Linked DNA regions of Mus musculus: region 2 is linked to region 1. Evidence: chromatin contacts called from public promoter capture Hi-C data. All regions are on one chromosome and are shown on one strand. The core of a region is the stretch at or near the end of the contact, and the rest is flanking DNA. Distances in the headings are between cores, read along the strand shown. Region 1 holds the start of 2310069G16Rik (RIKEN cDNA 2310069G16 gene). Region 2 holds the start of Pkhd1l1 (polycystic kidney and hepatic disease 1-like 1).

What was found. Promoter capture Hi-C pulls out the DNA fragments that hold promoters and counts their contacts.
Region 2: a promoter capture Hi-C map of the HPC-7 cell line shows a contact between it and region 1. The contact joins the promoter of Pkhd1l1 here to the promoter of 2310069G16Rik in region 1. A contact is called at or near these places in 22 of 39 promoter capture datasets (the 3T3-L1 cell line, 3T3-L1-derived adipocytes, the C10 cell line and 14 more) and 2 of 9 other capture datasets (adipose tissue and pancreatic islet).

Annotation. Positions count from the first base shown.
Region 1 is chr15:44,783,619-44,790,101 of GRCm38.p6, forward strand. 2310069G16Rik (RIKEN cDNA 2310069G16 gene) reads left to right here and starts at 4,145. Exons shown (of 3, transcript NR_040309.1): 1 at 4,145-4,272; 2 at 4,867-5,005. It also overlaps a transcript of Sybu not described here.
Region 2 is chr15:44,454,359-44,460,841 of GRCm38.p6, forward strand. Pkhd1l1 (polycystic kidney and hepatic disease 1-like 1) reads left to right here and starts at 3,095. Exons shown (of 78, transcript NM_138674.3): 1 at 3,095-3,267; 2 at 5,035-5,124. The coding sequence starts at 3,195.

The DNA of each region.
Region 1 (6,483 bases), core at 2,895-5,394:
TTTAATATTTCACCTGACAATTTAAGCAGTGCATTCTGAACACTTAGTGAAGAAAACATTGGTGCTTAGAGATCAGCTTTTGTTTAATGGAATGTCTGAGCCATAAGTAACTCACTTTATTTTTACTCATATATCTATAGATGGGATGGGACTAGCATATTTGGAAGGTGGTTTAGAGCACAAGTCACAAAGCTTAGACACTTTTTTAAGGCAGTCAATATACATGAGCCAGTAGTGTACCATCAACAGAAAAACAGTGGACACCCTGTTTAGAAAAGTCTGTGCCCTCACTAGGATTTGCCAGGCCTGATGAAGCTAGAAATTTGGATATCTCAGAGCAAATTCTCTTTGATTTTTAAAGATTTTTAAGTGAAGTAAACACATTTGGGAAATGAAGCTGGCCCATAGACAGTCATCTTGGGACGTGTGGGCAGTGTGCACTTCAGCAAGGCATCTGGAAAGATTCAAATGAGATTATTACCGAAAATTTCTTACTGGGTGCAGTAGATATACTGGGATTGTGTGACTTCTTAGCTAATTTTAGTAGAAAGATCCTGACTTTTTTCTATTGCTGCAAAGGGCTGCCCTAGAACAGAACTCCTCCAGTTACAGCCAGGCTGTTTGCAAGACCAGTTGAAACATAGGAGTTAGTAGTGTGGCTTGGTAGCAATACTTTATCCTGTTGTTGTGTAGAACTAGGTTGCTCTCTCTCATCACCCCCTGGAGCATGCCTCAAACCATGTGTTTTCTCCTAGTGTGCCAAGTGTACAACTTGGGGTACAGTGATGATTTTAGGTGATTCTTAGATAACTCTTTAAAGTTATGCATGCATTTTCTACAATTATATGAAAACTGATATTTTGTGCATTTCAGTACATAGATAAAGTTTAACAAAACATAGTGTATCTAACTAATATTAAATAAATACAGTAGCTTATATTCAGCAATCATGGAAAATTTAAAGGACACCAATAAAACTGACATTCTCAGAGTCCTGTCTTCAGTATGCAGAAAGCCTGTAATGGAGGCTTGTCTAGAATTGTTAGGAACTTAGTCTATAGGATTGCGTTAAAATTACGTTAGTATACTCTGGGGCCTCTTCCGTTGGTTGTCAACCTTCAAAGTAGAGCTTCCTTAAAAGGGTAGATATTAAAATTCAACTTTGATTTATATTCCTGATTTTTTGTAAAGAGGGAAGCATTTACAAGCATGATTTCTTTCTATAGAAAATTTGCCCCCTCCCATCAATTCTGCAAGGAGGTGGCTGTGCATTCAGAAAATACTCTGTTAAGATAAAAGGAAAATTATAGACTTGTAGAGAGAATACTTTGTTTCTGTTTGGATGCCTCACCTGCCAATAAAAACAAACAAACAAACAAACAAAAAACCTATAGCTTATAGGAAAGGGAAGAATAAAAGGTGGAACATCCGGGAGGCAGAAAGAATTCTGTGATAGAGTCAGGCTCAGGAGATTTGCCCAGCGAAGATGTGGTAAGACAAAACTGTGGTACCTGAGCATAGGTAACCAGTCTTGTGGCAGAATGTAGATTAAAATAAATGAGTTCTATTAAATTATCATCTAGAGAGAAGAGCCTATCCATATGGGCAAGGTATTTGTTAATATTCTTTCAGTCTGAGCCGTATTTCTGGGAGCCTGGGGCTGGGAGGATGAAAGAACAAACTTCTACATAGACTCAGTACCTTAGTATTTTCAATCAGAAAAATATGCTAGGAAAGAAAAACTTCCAGACTGCTAACTTAACACAGGAAGCATTTCTGAGGTTATTTGCTCCCCATTCCCCCAAGGTTAAGGAAAAATACCCCAAACCACTAAGTAAATTGCTAAGATACTGTTGAATTACTCTATGCTGGTATCCTGCATGAGTATTAATACCTAAGAATGTATATTCTATAATACAACAGCTTACATACAAAAGTTAGTCTTTTAAAACACCAGTAAAGAAGTATGCAAATATTAGTTTATAGAACAAATATTTTAAGTATGTAGTAAACGCCTTATAACACACACATATGTATATAAAATGTTTTGTGGATGCTTGGATTTATAAAAAAATAGATAATATTTGGAATTTGGTGTACTTGTAAAATGACTTTAAAGAAACACTTTTATTGTGAAATAATTATAATTTCATAGGAAGTAGAAAAGGAAGAGAGAGATCCCATGTACCCTTCATCCAGTTTTTGTTTTTGTTTTTGTTTTGCCAGCAACTATATTTTATAGAGCTATAGCACAACACCATCAGGAAATTGACATTGTGCTATATGTCTAGAGATCTGACATTTTGTCGTTTTGTTTGTGAAACCATCACAATCAAGATGCACAAGCACGCCATCATCTCGGAGTTTACCTTCACACCTTACCACGTTTCTCTAACATTGTGGCTAAGCTCAGCAAATCACTTCTACTTTGTAAATCACTAACTTATACAAATATACAGAAACTTCCATGTCTGGATTTTAGAGTATGCTGGTTTCAAATTTGCCACGGGCTAATTATTCACACCCCTGTTGACTTTTTTGGCCAGTCTCAGTTGCTCATCTATAAAATGAAAGTCTGGAGATTGTGATATGTATCTGTGGGTAAAGTTGCTTGCCTCCAAATTCACTAACCAGAGCTTCACCCCCAAACCCGAGGTAGTAGGAGAGGATCAACTTCTAAAAGTTGTCTTAGGAACTCTACACAGGCTCCAGGAGACAAATGGACTCAAGGACATATGCATGTGCACACAATAAATAAATAAACAAATGAACAAACAAACAAATAAATAAAATGAAATTGAAATCCAATAGTTTTCAGAGTGGCACACTTAATATATCTGGTTGTTTAGTTTTATTAAGATATTGCCTTAAGGATTGTAACTATAAAGCCCACATTAAATTAATGAAATATAACTTAAAATAGATTGAACAGTGTGCTTTGCATGGATTTTCATTTAAACAGTGCAACTGAAATATGCTGCTTTCAAAGTAACAAATGTACTATTCCCTCAATGCTACATGGAGAAATTTTGGCACAGAAGGCCTGCTTGGTTTCTTTTGCTCCAAGGGTTTCCTTTGGGGATAGAAAAGACACCATCTCCCAGATGCACCTCATGAAACACCGAGCTGGCATTGCTACAGCAGAGACTAAAATGCAGATTCTGAACTGCGATGGGTTCAAGTTTGGCTCTTTTCTAGAAAAAGACATTCAGGAGTTGAATTGCCATGCTCTGTGATCATGAAGCAAGACACCTAGAAAGGACCCTGAGAATCAGCAGTAAAGTCTCTCACTTGGTTCCACTGCACTGGAGAAGATAAAAACACCAGGAAAAAAAAAAGTGTTCCCCCAAGTGCCTTCTTCATTTGAAGGCGTAGGTGTCTCCCCTCACACCAATTTAAGTTTCCATATTCCTTCGTTTGGTTGGTTCTACAGCTCACTCCCTAGAGTAAGCTGTTAACACCACCCATTATGAGATGTTCAACCTCTTCAATAACATAGCAATGAAATCCAGATTAATCTTTTCACCTCGGATAATCTTTATGAAAAATCGCCTAGGAAACACAAACATGAAGACTGCAGACTTGAGAACCATCTATCCCCCAGAGGCCTTTTGGAGACATCTTCGCTTTCTAAAGGCGTCATTTCCAAGCCTGGCTTCTGAGCAACACTAAGCAAGGGACATGCAACACTGATTGCCAACATGCTGGTCTAGCCAACCTGATTGTTGCAGATTCCAATTATATCCTTTCAATAACCAATCAGACAGGGACACTTTCGCCTTGGTGTCCCTCTGTGAAGAGCACCTCTGTGCCCAATTTCCCATGAGCTCCTTGAGTTTGTCCAGAGCCCCCTGGGTGCCTTCTTCAATGGAAGGGGAAGTTCTGGAGTCAGCAGTCCACTCTGACTTCACTGAACCCAAGGCATTGGTTGCGGTGCCCGCAAACATTGACACCAAAGCGTGCATCTTACCGTTTCCTTTGCAGACCGTGTCCATTGCGCTGTCCAGACAGTGTCCCCAAATGCCCTAGAGGCTTGTGCTGGACTGGGCCGCCGGCCGGCGACACAGCGCGTGGCAAGCGGTTTGCGCTGGGGCTGGAGGAACCAGCCCCGGCCCGCTCCGCCCGCGCCGCCAGCCCGGTTAGCACACGTGGTGCGGCAGCTGCCAGCGCGCTCCGGTCCCCTCGGCCTCTTGACTTCTGGAGCCAGCACGGCGGCACCTGGGGCTTCGGAACACGTGGGGACAGTCGCCGGAGGCCGGAGACTCTGTACGGGTAGGTGGGGGCGCATAGACGCTAGCGACCAGAGGACCGATTACCCCTAGGGTTCCTGCTCTGGGGCTCACAAACCCAAGGTCAGGCCGCTGTCACCAGGGCCTGTGTGGCTCACAAGCTCCGGCTTCAGATTCAGCTCCCGGCAGGGTGTCGCACTGCAGTGCCTCCGTTTCCCGCCAGTTGGGGGAGCCCCATCTAGGGCGGGAGATGGGTTGTCTGTATTGCAGGGCTACTCGGAAGCCCTGGGGGCGGCTGTGGGCCTGAGGCAGGAGTATTCTGATCTCTGAGCAGGAGATCTAAAAGCCAGGAAACCGTAGCACGAACCTAAGGGGGCCTTTGAAACATCTTGCCTTTGGAAAAATTCCGTCATCAAAGGCTGCTTGGGTTCACAAAAGGAGACAACATTCCCAACTAGGGAAAAGCATTTATGCATCTGTAAGCCCTTTTTCCAAGTTCACCAATTACCTTTCCCCCGTCCTCCAAACAAGGTACTATCTAACTGTTCTGATTTCTGATCTGGAGACATACATGGCCATTTACTTTCTAGCTATTAGAAGATAATAGGATTGATAACAATAACAATTTCTTGAACAGCTTGTGAAATGGAGAGAGTATTTGTGCTGATTTTAGAAGAAGCTGAAAAGCCTCAGGAGGCTGGAGAGAAATCGTGTTTTAATTTGATAGCACAACTACAAAACTAAGCATCAACTTCTCTACCTGCTCTTCTGGAAAGGTAAGATTCTGAAGAAACCAGTAGAAGGATGTTTGCTTTCATCAAAAATGCAGTTCCAGGTAGTCCATCAGAAAGTCCAAGTCCTCTAGAACTATTCAGAATGAGTGTGATTGCTCCTCCTCCCATAAGCTAAGGGGTGCAAGGGCATAGTTGGCTAAACACTTGCAAGTGAATTTCTTTCTGATTTTACATGTACTCTGTATTTGTGTCCCTGAAGGACATATTCTGCAAGAAAGGCTGCTCTTTTTCTATCTCATCTCCCCAACTCTCTGGATAACACCGTTTTCCCTATTGTTTTGCTCACAGATAGTTTTAAGTAACCCCCTCCCACTTCCTTGCCCTGTCCTGCCTCCATCTCTCTTTCCCTTTACATCTTGACATTAATAGATGCACTTTGCCACTCCCCCACCCCTGTCCAGGTACCGACCTTTGAATTTAACCTTCAAATTTTAATAGATAGGTGCAAATTCCCAGTGTGGCTTTTGGTTAAAATTGCTGGTTTTCCTGTATATTCTTCATTAGCTTGGTTTAGGTTCTCTTTGTACTGTGCCCTTGGGATTTGGTTTCCTCTTTCTACATCCCAGGCTTCCAGAGTGTCTGTGTTAGATATTGTGTCCCTTGAACTACATGTGAGTCCTTCAAAGATCACTGTGGAGCTAGAAGAAAAGTACAATAGAAATTCAGATGATTAGTTTCAAATGAACCAGTTTGTCCCTTACAACATAGATTCTACCTGTTTGGAAGGAAACATCACTATATTCTTATATAGAAGACTGAAACAGGTACACTGGGCATTAAAAACACTGAGTGTGGTACATTGGGTGTAAGAGTTTGAATGCAAGTGGCAGGGGCAAGGAGTGGGAAGGTGTGCATGTGCTCACGAGTAGCTCCAGACCAGACCATCAAGATTAAATATGGAAGGATGAGAAGGGAAATTGTGGACAGAATGCTTTTCAGCAGAGTGGGCACTGGACTGATCACACTGTAGAACCAGGATGGATTGCTTCCCAACAGGAGTTTCGTTTATCATTCCTTGGCAGCATAGTGCATAGTTATTTTTTTTCTTTCCATTTTTTATTAGGTATTTAGCTCATTTACATTTCCAATGCTATACCAAAAGTCCCCCATACCCACCCACCCCCACTCCCCTACCCGCCCACTCCCCCTTTTTGGCCCTGGCGTTCCCCTGTTCTGGGGCATATAAAGTTTGTGTGTCCAATGGGCCTCTCTTTCTAGTGATGGCCGACTAGGCCATCTTTTGATACATATGTAGCTAAAGACAAGAGCTCCCGGGTACTGGTTAGTTCATAATGTTGATCCACCTATAGGGTTGCAGATCCCTTTAGCTTCTTGGGTACTTTCTCTAGCTCCTCCATTGGGAGCCCTGTGATCCATCCATTAGCTGACTGTGGGCATCCACTTCTGTGTTTGCTAGGCCCTGGCCTAGTCTCACAAGAGACAGCTACATCTGGGTCCTT
Region 2 (6,483 bases), core at 1,845-4,344, 330 kb before region 1:
TAGCTACACAATAGGAGTTAGTTGTCTTGTAGGGCCTCTGATCACATTGACATGAGCTTTTGGCTGGATTTACAGTGTCAGATTTATATCCCCTTCCATGGAGCAGGCCTTAAGTCTAGTTCAAGAGGAGTTGGTTATCCCATAAGAGGTTTGCTACTATTGAACTAGCAGGCATACCTTGCCTGGCTGGTTGGAACTGTAATTTGTACAGTTCACATTGTCAATTATGAGACCATTAAAGCCTATCTCCCTAGAAAACTATATAACTTACATCTGGTAGTGTATTCCCTATTTTTTCTTCTAGTTCTCTCAAAGTTTCAGCTTTGATGTCGAGGTCTTTGGTCAGTTGGCATTTATTTTGGTGAACAATGTGAGCAAGGGCTCTATTTTCCTCCTTTTATATATAGATAACCAGTTTTTCCAGTACCATTTGCTGAAGAAGGTTATCTTTTCTCAGGTGTGCATTTTTTGTCTCTTTGTAAAAGATTAAGTGGTTATAATTACAATGGTTTATGTCAGGATTTCTACTGTTTCTCAATAATCTATATGGCTGTTTTTGTTCTAGTACGAAGGCATGAAGATTTTAAAAATGAAATTTTAAGTATTTGAAAGATGTAATTTCAGTCATAGATCACATAGCCAATTTTTTGGGCCCCAAAAGACATACATTTCATCGAGTTATAATTACTTATTGCCACATTACCCCTCAAATTATTTTAGTAATTCATGATTAAAACTCTCACTAGTGTGATCTTATCTCAAGGAGTTTATTTATCATATAAATAAGTACCCTTTAAGGAGGGAAAATCAGTTAAAGATGCTCATTAATTCAACAAAGCTTATTAAAAATTCATATATGCAAAGTAAAGGATGGCTCTTTAAGAAAGCAAGCATTGTAAGAAAATCAGCTAATTTGCTTTTAAAAATTAACTTTCTTAAAGCCAATTAGGCAAATAATCTAAATGACCTATTTGTTAATTTAGTTTTAGAAAAAAGATAGTAGAAATATTTGCCTACTTTTAACAAGCCTTTTATTTGGGATACCAATTATTATATATAGTCATATATTAAACATAAAATGAATCAGTAGTGTTGAATATCAAGTATTCATGTGCAACATGTATATATGTAACAATATACATCCAAACATGCATGTACATGCACATACATACATTGTTGTACAAACAAATTTAATCTTGTTAAATAGGCTTAGTGTTAATGGAGGTGAGGTTCAGTGGAAAGAACAACTGTAATGGACCAGGTAATTACTCTTGGTTAAGTAGAAACATAAAAGGATACAAGAGAATCAGAGAGATGGCTCAGAGAGTAAATGCACTTGTTGCCAAGTCTAATGCTCTGAGTTTGTTCCCCCGGTCTCTCTCACCATGTAGAAAGACAGAAGTGACCACTGCAATTTGCCCTCTGATTGCCACTCACTCACTTTGGCACAGGTACCCTTCCCCCCATCCTTCAAGCAATTGGGGCAGACCTTGGAACATGGATTCCTCCTTGGAGCAGATGAATGCTTTCAGCAGTGCCCTGAATAAATTTGGGATTTTGCCATAGTTTTACAAAAAGATAAAGGTCTAACTGGGTTTGCTGGCATAGGCTGAGATAGGAGGACCTACAGTTTGAGGCTAGCCTGGGCTGTCTAGTAAGACACCCAATCTCAAACACATATACATTATATGCATTCTCTCTCTCTGTCACACACACACACACATACACACACACACACACACACACACACACACACACACATACACATGTGTGTGTGTATTCACACACATTGTTCTTATTATTTACATAATGAACACTGTGTTTATTTCTAGGAAAAGTGGGCAAGAGGAGAGGAGGCTCGTTGGAATGAGGTAATGAGGTAAAAGGGATGTTGGTGAAATGATAACGGCAAGAGTTGCCGAGAGTGCACAAGAGGAGGATGGCATGTCATGGAAGAAAAGTATTTCTTCCTACAAGAGAGAAAGGTGAAAGGATGAACAAAGAATTCTAAATGTTCTGGGAAAATTTTTAAAATTACAGAAAAATGAAAAGCATATGGGTATATGGATGCATGCATTCTGAAATTATTTAAAATTCTAGGTTTTATTTAATGATCTTTCACATTTGATTTCACACCTTTTCTTTGGTCAAACATGTGAGGTTAATTGTTAATCATGACGGTGGGGCCCTAAATGCTTCAGCCTGCATGAGCATCCCCGCTTCCCACAAGCCCCCGAAGGACACCTAGCTAAACACTTCCACCCTGATGTTAGTACTTGATTGTTATTCAGCTCTCCTATGCATCCTGTAAGAACAAAGTACCTTGACAATTAGGGTGTGTGGAGTAGAAGGAGGAGGGGGACAGTCAAAGACTAAGGAATCACCTTGGGGAACATTCAGTAGGCATGAGAACCTCACAGTCCACAATTGGGAACCGCTGTTTCTCATTCTTCTGCTACCTGGCACCCTTATGGACACCATGACCGTACCCTGTTCCCCCAGCAAGCTCTCTCCAGAGATGTACCACCTAAGGCTCTGACAAGAGTAAGAATACTAGCTTCAGACACACTGCTAAGCTCTCACTCCCTGAATGTCACTGTGCTTCAGTCTACTGGGACAGCTGGACTAGTGCTAGCAAGGAAAGCATCAGTGGCTGTCATTTATGTCTGCTTTGCCACGGACATGGTGTTTGGGAAACTTCCAGCTATCAGATAAAGTTTTATTTTTATCTTTGTCAACTGAAGGGATAGAACGATCCTGTGTGAAGGAAAGTGAATGGGGTTCATGTATTAGGTGGTCTTATAATTAATCTAAGGCAATTAATGAGAACGGTAGACCGGCAAATAAAAATATATAGTTCTAGAATTTAAAAGAAGGAAAATAAAGGTGGGAGATCTCTCTCTCTCTCTCTCTCTCTCTCTCTCTCTCTCTCTCTCTCTCTCTCTCTCTGTGTGTGTGTGTGTGTGTGTGTGTGTGTGTGTGTGTGTGTGTGTGTGTGGTGTATGTCTGTATCTGTGAAATCCCAGACACACCGCGGACGAGCTGGGGGCGGGGCAGGTCTCTGGCAGCCAGGTTCGCCCTGGCTTCTGGGGTGAGTCCCCACGCTGGAGCAGCTCCCAGAGCCAAGCAAGCTTCAGCTCGGGCGACTTCTGCAATCAAGCGGCTGCTGCAGACTCCGCAGCACCAGCTCTGCGATGGGACACCTGTGGCTCTCAGGGACCTGGTTTCTCTTTGGGCTGCTTTGGTGTGCAGCAGATTCCCACAAAGGTAACGCAGTGGGGGAAGGTCGGGAGCCAATCCTGAGACCCTGCTCTACTGGTCACAGGGAGGGGAGACCACCTGCCATCTGCCCTGGGCAGACGCCCTTCTGGGAACCTAGGGTCCTGGAAGGTCGGCAACAGCCTTCTGACTCATACAGAGACAGTACCGAGAAAGTCTGAAACAGAGGTTGGAACCCAGAGAAAGACACCAGTACAAGTAGGGCTAGCTCGAGAAACCTCCCTCATAATTGTTGATCAATGCTGGGGTTGAACTGAGGAAGTTTCTCACCCCCCTCCAGAGCGGCATAATTTTACCACCTGAACACCCCCCCTACCCCCCACCCCCACCCCGTTCTTCTTGCTCTCCTTGTGTCTCTTTCTCAGCAGAAGGGAAAGCTCTTCCCAGGAGGTCAGGTTGTGTTGTGGCGGGTGTCTGTCACTTCCAGGGTAAGCTGCCCAGTGTCTTCAAAGCAAACCCCAGGAGAGGGCTGGGGAGAACGTGATAAGAAATTGGAGTTGTGTGCTGAGATAAGGAGAGGATGAACTTGAGATAGGAGAGGCTGCAATGTCTGGAGATGGGATCCAGCTCCCTGCAGATAGATCCTCTCTTGGCTCTCGGGGGCAGGGACTGCAAGTAGGCACATACTGCAACACACTGTAAACTCAAGATCAATGCTAACCTGAAGCTCGCAGGCGTTGGGTCCGGGCGCGGAAGCCTCCGTTCTGCTGAGGAGCTGTGGCTGCCACAGACCATGCTACACGTTTTCAGACAGCAATGAACTACCCAGTCAGAAGTTCCTTCACCTTTTCTCAGAGATCCGTTTCAAACAATAATCTTTGGGGCTGTTCTTTGTGCCTTAATGTTTTGTACTTACTCTAATAAATTGTTTTTGCGTCTATTACAATTGCCTCTATACACTCTAGGCAGAAAATAAAACACCTCTAGCCACTGTGCATCGTATTTCCTAGCCATGTTCAAGAATTATGTACAATTCTCCAAAGAAGCTGCTGGCTTTGCCTCGCTGGTCTAGTAACTTCTATTAGAGCCTCCCTTCTATTTCTGAATGGTAGACCAAGGCTAACTCATCCATATTTGCCCTTCAAGATGCAGTGGAGGAATTCCATTCTAGAAACCAGAGTGGTCCCAGAAATATGAGGGAAGTGTTTCTTTACAGGCCACCCAAGACCCTGTGCTCTTTCTGCCATTTTGGACTAAGTTAGTCTTTAGGGAGGGTAGTACAAATGTAACCGTTCTCTGTCTGCAGGAAGCTAACCCAGTTTAAAGAGTGGCTAAGTGGTCCTTTCACTATTCACTCTGCATCGTTAGGATACTGGAAAGCTGTCAGGAACTATGGACCACTCCTAAAGGGGTTAGGAAGAGCTTTCTGCTTATAATACAGTATTTGTCTTTGTATCTCCTAGCACTGCACTTACATGCTAGTGCTAAATACTAATCTCCATGCAGGTATTGCCAGTGCTGTGTAAGCTGCTGGTACAGTTATGGATCTGTAGCTAGAGGAGCAGGACAGAAAGCTAAGGGTTTACTGGTGTGCTATAATATGGTAGATACGAGTGGTGAAGACCATTTTGTGATCCTTATTCTTTGTAAATCCCAGAAAGTTCTTCACACAAAGCTAGTGAGTGTTGGTTAAGTACTTAATTCCCCGTTTGGGCATTAGTCAGGGTTCATTCGCATCTTACAACTTGAATGGGAAATGTGATGCTTGGAATGAAGATCTTGATTATATCACTGTCATCCTTATGTGTTTTTCAGGTAGCTCTGAGACAATTCCCAAAGTGACAGAAGTTATACCTAAATATGGCAGCATAAACGGAGCAACAAGACTGACCATCAAGGGAGAAGGTGTGCCTGCCCTGTGTGTGTCCACGTGCAAGCACCAAGAATGAAACGTTTCCTCTTTTAATTTTGTGGTACCGGGTTCCACATTATCGTTCCACATAGCTTAGGGCTTCACACATGCTGGGTGGGCACTCTTCTCCTCTTGGAGTTTTATGGTTAACATAACCGCCCACACAAAACACATATCACTGGAATAGTCTTTGCACTTGGCCAGAGTGGCTGAATTCTTCCTTCTTGATAGTAATTAATATTTATTTATTTTAATTAAATTGACTTAATAAATTTAATTAAGATTAATTAAGATTAATTAAAAACAAAAGCCAAACAACCCCATATCCATATCAACTTGATCATTGAGCTCTAATTATAATGGCTCATTTGATACTGAGAGATCTGGATTTAGTGGCTAAAGTAAAGAGAAAGGCATTTCTTTAACCCAACTCTTCAGTTCTTTCCCTTATTCCACACTGGCCTGGTGGTTTTACTCATTGGGTTTGTAGTTTAAATGCAACATGCCAGGGGTTGGAGAGGCCGGATGTTAATAGAGAAACAGATGTTAATGAAAGATGTAAGATAACAGAAAGCAAAATTCTGGCTCCCTCCTGCTGCCGTGTAAGTGCTATCACATGCTGTATCAAGACATGAGTTATGAATGACGCTTCCTCCTCCTGGTGTTGGAATGAAAGTATAGAAGGTAGATAGACTTAAAGTGCACCCCCTTCCAGGAGGAGCTAAATGCAGAGTGCTTTCAGCCACGAGGCTTTTGTAATACAAATGGTAACAGCACTCAGACACTAAGAATTTTTGAAGAACATGAAAAAAAAAACACATTTTTTTTCTTTTAAAAAGGAACATTAACAAAAACTATTTGGTCTTTAAAATAAGCCTTTGGATGTTGGCATAGGGAAACAGTTCTTCTGTCATATATATTAAAATGTATTTGATTACTTGTAACATTTCTATAAAATTCAATACCTCCATGACATGCTTAAAACAGAACAATCTGTTTCTACGTGGTAAGCAACACACATAGTGCCCTTTTTTGTGTGTAGTTAGGAGTGGGAAATTAAGGGTTTGTTAAAATGTTTGAGACATCTTAATCTTACCTATATTGTAAAATGCCAGTAAGATGACATATTTGGAAGCTATGAGGTTTTTATCAGAAACTTAAATGCCAGAAGAGGAAAGCTCAAGTTAAAACAAACAAACAAACAAACAAACAAACAAACAAAGCAATTAAGGCACCCAAACATCTCCTGCTGCCTTCACATGTGGACTTCTGGCACAGGAACCACGACCACAGTCTAGCCACACAGAACCAGACATGGCTGCTTAGGGGTTTCCAGCGGAAACCATTTCTAA